2 separate regions of the Mus musculus genome follow, and region 1 is linked to region 2. The links are chromatin contacts, called in public promoter capture Hi-C maps. All regions are on one chromosome and are shown on one strand. The core of a region is the stretch at or near the end of the contact, and the rest is flanking DNA. Distances in the headings are between cores, read along the strand shown.

Region 1 (3,150 bases), core at 614-3,113, 130 kb before region 2:
CCTGAAAACCATCCCCTCTAGGATTTAGGACACGTGTCTTCAGTTCTGCCCATTGCTTCTAAAATTTATGTGTGGGAGTAGAGGAGACTGAGCATCATGTAGCCCAGGCTGGCCTTGAACCTACTGTGTAGCTGAGGACCACTATGAACACCTGTGAATCTGCTCTCTCTGCCTCCACCTCCCAAGTGCTGGGATTACAGACTGAACCACCATGATGGCTTTGTGTGTATTAAGCAAGCACTCTACCAACTAAGCTACATCCCCCACCCTTAAACATTCTTCAGACAGTTGATCCAGTGAGAGGTTCACCTGAACTGACAAACACAGTCCTTAGCACGCGAAGGGGTAGGGATGCAGTTTGTGCACAGGACCGTGCGTTCGACCCCTAGCTTCACCTAAAATGAAAACTGCGACACTGACAATCTTGTGGAAAGTGAAATATCACACACATTGCTGCCAAAATGAAGTTGGCATAATTCTATGAGAACAAAAAAACATTTGAAAGGGAATTTAAAGAGACATAGAAGTGATTGTACGTTTTGATCCCTCTTAGAAATTTATTCTTTAAAAAGCATTATCCAAAGTCAGACGGAGAAATTTTGTGAATGAAAACACACTGTTCTAAAAAACAAAACAAAACAAAAAGATATTCAGTTCTGAAAATCTGAGCTAGGCATGGTAGCACACACCCACAATCCCAGGACTTGACAGACTAGGCAGGAGGATCAGGAGTTCAAGATCAACCTCAGAGATATATTGATCATAAGGCCATACTGAACTAAATAAGACCATCTCAAAACCACCAAATTCAATACACAATAACAATTTTATAATAAATATATAACAAGTAACAAATTAATATATAAAATAAATAACAACTATTATTATTATTATTGAGACAGAGTGTCTCACTATGTAGCCCTGGTTGCCCTGGAACGTACTATGTAGATGAAGCTGGCCTCAAACTCATAAATATCCACCTGCCAATGTTTCCCAAGTCCTGGGATCAAAGGCAAGCACCAGCTGACCTACAGATATTATTTATCTATCAGAGAAACAGGTAATGTTCAAAATCCACAAACACAAGTGGCATGAGAGGAAAGCTCGCACGCAGCCAGTTATGACGTAAGGGCTTGGCAGTTACTGACTTTGCAGGACTGAAATCAATTCTTTTCCTCTGTGCAAACACCCTAACACAGTCTATATTTAACTCTGTTATAAAACGACTGATTTCCAGACACTTGAAAAATGAAAAGTTGTCATGATGTTCAGAACCCATAATCGAAGATTTGGGCTGCTTTGTTTTCCTATTTGGCTGTGTTCTGGTTAGTTTTCAGTGCATTTAAAAACTAGCTGGGAGACCTTTCTTCTCTATAACTTATAAGCTAATATGTAAAAGAAATGTCTTTGCTAGATCAGTAATGAGCCTCAGAGTTAAAAGAAATGGGAGAACAAAACCAGCCAAAGAGCTGGACAAACTCACTGAGCCCAGCTTGGGACTCTGAGGCTCCTCAAGTGTTGTAAGCCACAGTTGGCCTCAGCTGTGGATGCTGTCATAGAAACGCTTCGTGTTCTGGCTGCCCTGCTGGGAAATGCCACCCTGAAATAACACTCACTTTGCGAATCTCCTGGTGGCATCGCAGGGACAGCAGTGTCAGAAGTATTACAAAACTGCTATCCAGGGTCATCTATCAGTTCACAAACTGTTTCTCCAATGGCTTGGTCAGATACGGGGTTTTCTATTTTAAAAACATTCTGTAGCAACAAATCAATGGCCCTCCTCAGCATTCCTAACAGTGAAATCCCACAGAGGGGAGAACAGAACAGCCTGGGCACTTGGAAAGTTCCACAGCTTGTGAAAGGTCACCTAGCCTAGGAGGCAGTGTTGTGTTCTGGGCTCCAAGTTCCCAGAGTTTGTCTTTCAGCCACTGCTGCCTAACAGTGCAGTTAAGTTTTCTACGGACGTTCTCCCCCCAGCTAAATCTACTTAAAAAAAACAAAAACAAAAACAAAACCACTAACAATTTAGCTTTTTGTTACCAAACTCTTACAAACTTTTTAGCATGAATTTTGTAAGCATTTAAAAAAAAATGAGAGAGAGGGAGAGAGAGAAAGGGAGACGGAGCGAGAGAGCGCTGCACGGTTCCATGTTGAAGTCACTAGCTATATGTGCCTGCTGAGCACTCCTCTGAATTGAGGAGGCCATTAGAGATACTAGATTCAGGCTGGAGAGATGGCTCAGCAGTCAAGAGCACTGGTTGCTCTTCCAGGGGAGCCTGGTTCAATTCCCGGCACCCACATGTCTCTAACTCCAGTTCCAGAGGATCCGACACCCTAACACAGATGTACATGTAGGCAAATCACTGATGTACACGAAATGAGAGAGAAAGAGAGCAGATTCTAAAGATTACAGAAAAACGTAAAGTCTCCCATTGCTAGCCTCCCAGGGCTGGGGAGGTGGTTCAGTAGGTAAAGTGGTTGGTGCTCAGGCTTAAGGATCCAGCCTTGGATCCCCAGCATCCCTGTGTAAACTTGGCATGGTGGCAGACATCTGTGACCTCAGCTCTGTGGGGAAATGAGACAGACAAGTCCCTGGGGCCCTTGGCCAGCCAGTCTAGCTGAAAATCAGCAAGCTTACGGCAAGAATACAGTGAGAGGCCATGTCTCAAAACACATGGTGGGGGGCGTGGTGAAGCACGCCTTTAATCCCAACACTTGGGAGGCAGAGGCAGGCGGATTTCTGAGTTCGAGGCCAGCCTGGTCTACAGAGTGAGTTCCAGGACAGCCGAGGCTACACAGAGAAACCCTGTCTCGAAAAAACCAAACCAAACCAAACCAAAACAACAACAACAAAAAAAACACATGGTGGGAATGCTAGAGACCTCAGGCCTTCACATGCCCATGCGCATGTGCATGTGAGCATACTACCCCACTCCTACATGCATACACCACATGCATACACATGCATACACTATACACACTCACCTGCACATACAAATGCATGCACACACACATGTATATAGCATATATGTATGCACAAAGAAGGAATACAATTTTAAAAATAGAATTATTTTAAAATAGTAACATCCTAGTGTTGACTACATGTTATCATCATAATATTTTTAACTCAATAGGTTGGATAAAATAATT
Region 2 (3,203 bases), core at 150-2,649:
CTCGGGGGTGGGTGGGGCTAAACTAGATGGCTATTGATTTGGGGATAGCCTGGACTATATGGGCATAGTGGCAGACACTTTTAATTTCAGTACTTGGGAGGCAGAGTGGAACTCTGTGACATTCAGGCCAGCCTAGTATACATAGCCAGATATACATATATACATAGCGTTCCAGGACAGCCAGACATAGAGAGACCCTGTCTAAAGAGACAACAACAGCAAAACACTAAACAAGCAAATGAGAGAGAGACTCAGTTAGAAGACTATTGGCCAAACTGGCCATTGAGTCCTTCTAAACCAAGTGTCATGGGGAGGCAAACACTTGGGGGGGGACTCTAGATGGTCACATGATCTGTAGTCAGGGCTTGCTCAGGAAGACACTTGCAGGAAGAAAGCATCATTCAAGTCACCTGGCACTTGTGGCCTGTCATAAGAGCCCAACACTACTACCATCATTCGCTATGAAGAACGTCTAAAAATATAAATTTCATAACTTTTGCAATCAGTCAATCAGTTAATTGCATCATTTTGAGCAGAGCATAATCTCTGCTTTTAACAATCACTGAAAGACCCCGGGATGCTAGACCCTCCCTGCCTGTCACTCACCAGGTCTTCGCAACTGATAGGCTCCCCTTTCTTACTGGACGCTACCACCATTCTGCCCAGTCTCTCTCTCATGTCTTCCAGAGAGCTCGTGAGGGCCAGGACTGCCATGATCTCACTGGCCACAGAGATATCAAACTGGGCCTGTGGGCAGAGAGATAAAGAAGACCCTTTGTGTCAAACCAGGAGGAGGAATATCAGAGGCATCTCTTTTGGCTCAGACAAATAGCTAACAAGGATGGATTAGAAATAACTAAGTAATCTTCCAACAGTTGAGAAATTTATAATTGTTCAGAGGCCTTGAATAATCATTTTTTCTTAAAAGTCAGTGTTCTAGGGATTGTAGCATTGGGGCAGAGCACTTGCCCAGCATGCACAAAGCCCTGAACACCTGATCCCCAGCACCTCAGATAACAGGTGAGGTCGTACACGCTTATAATCCCAGCTCATGGAGGAGCAGAGTTCAAAGTCACCCTCGGCTATAATAAGCTTGAGGCCAGTCTGAGCTGCATAAGATCACCCTTAAAAATAAAAAGCTGTAGCATGGCCAGTGAGCTATCATTTTATCTCTGAGAAAGCAGCTTGGAATATTGGTTAGTTTCCCTAACACAAAGGGGACAAAACAGGTACTCTTACACTGAGGATATATACAGTCAAATGGCCACAGAAGAGAAACAATTTTAATTAATTTATATGCAAGAATATTCACTCGGGGTTCTCCACCTCCAGGAGAGAATGCTGGGGAAAACCACACAGGTGACACATGGATTTATTGCACAAGCTGTCAGGAGCGCTCCGTGCCACACCTACTCACTTCCATTTTAAAAGGGAGAAGGCAGAACAACACCTGCCGGTGTGGTCGTAGGGAGGCGATGGAGGAGGATGGAGGCAGCGAGAGCTAGTTCCCATGGAGCAATTACTGGAGATGAACAGTTACCGTGCGTGTGTGGCCTTTCTCTGTTGGAGACTGTCCAATTGTGATCTTCCTCAGGAATCTATCGTTGGTGTCCAACACTATGGCAGAAAGGGAGGGCAGGAACAGTGCTTAAGAAAAGGTACATGAATAAAGGAATGGGGATATAGTTCAGTGGTAAGGTAAAGAAAGGGAGGGAGGGAGGGAGGAGGGAGAAACACAGGGTAGATAGCACACACCTGGAACACCAGTACTCTGAGAGCTGAGGCAGGACAATAACAAAGTTATGGCTTTCCTGGGCTAGGGAGCATGACCCTGTCTCAAAAATAAATAATTCCATAGAGATGTAGGGCCCATAAAGCTAAAGGGAGGAACAGCATTTAGTATGTGTGCATGCACATGAGTATGTGTGTGTGTGTGTGTGTGTGTGTGTGTGTTGTTGTTGTTGTTGTTGTTCTTTCAGAGACAAGATCTCTATTATGAAGCTCTGGCAGCCCTGGAACTTACTATGTAGACCATACTGGCCTCAAATTTACAGAGATCCCCCTGTCCCTAACCTCCTGAATGTTGAGGTTGAAGGTGCGCATTACCATGTCCACTCTAGCAACAGAGTTTTAAAACAACAAATCTTGTCTAACGATAGCTTATTAATACTTGATTTCAGAAATGGTCTACAAAGCTAGACTACGGTGTAAGAGACACGGCCACAGGCCAGAAATGCAGAGAGATGGCACTTAAAGCAAAAGGAATTTGGAGTGGATAAACTTCGTTCCTTCTAAAGAATTCAAACAATTATGAAATCTGGACTCTACTTCAAAGCACATTCTATATTAGCAGAGAAACACAGAGTGACCCAGTTTATGAAAAAGCTGAGGTGTGGATTGTTCTGTGGGCGACTCGCTGACCATACACCCCACACAAGAGCCATCAACTCAGACCAAGTGCAGATGCCTGCAAAGAACTCTAGCTCTCAGGCCTGGCCTCTCCTTAGCACATTCTCTGGTGATGACAGACAGACTATATACCCACTAGTATAACCTCAGGTAACCTGGACAGGCCAACCACCAGCCGCCAAACCTCGCTCCCCAGGGCTCCATACCCCTCACTGTTTAGTGGACTCCTGCTTTTTCTTCCCCTATGTATAGAATCCAAAAAGACATATCTTTGCTGTGGGTTTACAGAACCAGGCTCCCAGAGCCCTTGGAATGTTAAGGAGGTGAAGTACCCCAGGAGTGGCATGGTCACCAGCAAGGACAAGAGTCTGGAGGGATGCAACTTTCAGCTCTATCTAGAGAAACTGATCCCCCACTGCACTGAGGAACAGAGGTAAAGTTGAAGACTTAGAATAACATCATCACACCACTGCTTGTTATCTATTTAGTTGTGTAAAACGATGACTTTTCAAGCTGGCTGAGACTCAGGGAGGAGGATGCACACAGAGCTTCTGTAGGCTCCTCCCTTACTGTTTCATTTGTAGCAAACCAATAAACATCAGGAAAGGAATAGCAGCCAGATGTGGCACTTCATGCAAGGCTGAGGAGTTCAAGGTCAGTGTAGACTACACAGTAAGACGCGCTCTACACCTGAACCCCAAACACACACAGATACACGCTAAAGGAAATGATTAGACAATGGATTAAATTCTCCTAACAGATGGTGAGCTTCCTTCTTCTAAAAATACTGCAGC

Evidence for each region. Promoter capture Hi-C pulls out the DNA fragments that hold promoters and counts their contacts.
Region 1: a contact with region 2 is called in a promoter capture Hi-C map of hippocampal neurons, with 2.5 times the contacts expected there. The contact joins two enhancer-like sites. A contact is called at or near these places in 10 of 39 promoter capture datasets (the 3T3-L1 cell line, the C10 cell line, cranial neural crest and 6 more), 1 of 15 datasets of contacts at CTCF or cohesin (the NIH/3T3 cell line) and 3 of 9 other capture datasets (adipose tissue, liver and pancreatic islet).

What each region holds. Positions count from the first base shown.
Region 1 is chr12:76,429,609-76,432,758 of GRCm38.p6, reverse strand. The region is part of intron 6 of Ppp1r36 (protein phosphatase 1, regulatory subunit 36); the gene reads right to left. Among named protein-coding and RNA genes, the nearest start is that of Gm10451, 13 kb to the left of the region's middle. Within about 2 kb of position 1,863, at least 16 of the 459 cell types and tissues checked have an H3K27ac peak or open chromatin away from gene starts, as enhancers often do. A contact at or near this core is called in hippocampal neurons, where this site is marked.
Region 2 is chr12:76,298,802-76,302,004 of GRCm38.p6, reverse strand. Mthfd1 (methylenetetrahydrofolate dehydrogenase (NADP+ dependent), methenyltetrahydrofolate cyclohydrolase, formyltetrahydrofolate synthase) reads right to left here. Exons shown (of 28, transcript NM_138745.2): 17 at 1,541-1,617; 18 at 607-747. Among named protein-coding and RNA genes, the nearest start is that of Gm40443, 23 kb to the left of the region's middle. Within about 2 kb of position 1,399, at least 9 of the 459 cell types and tissues checked have an H3K27ac peak or open chromatin away from gene starts, as enhancers often do. A contact at or near this core is called in hippocampal neurons, where this site is marked.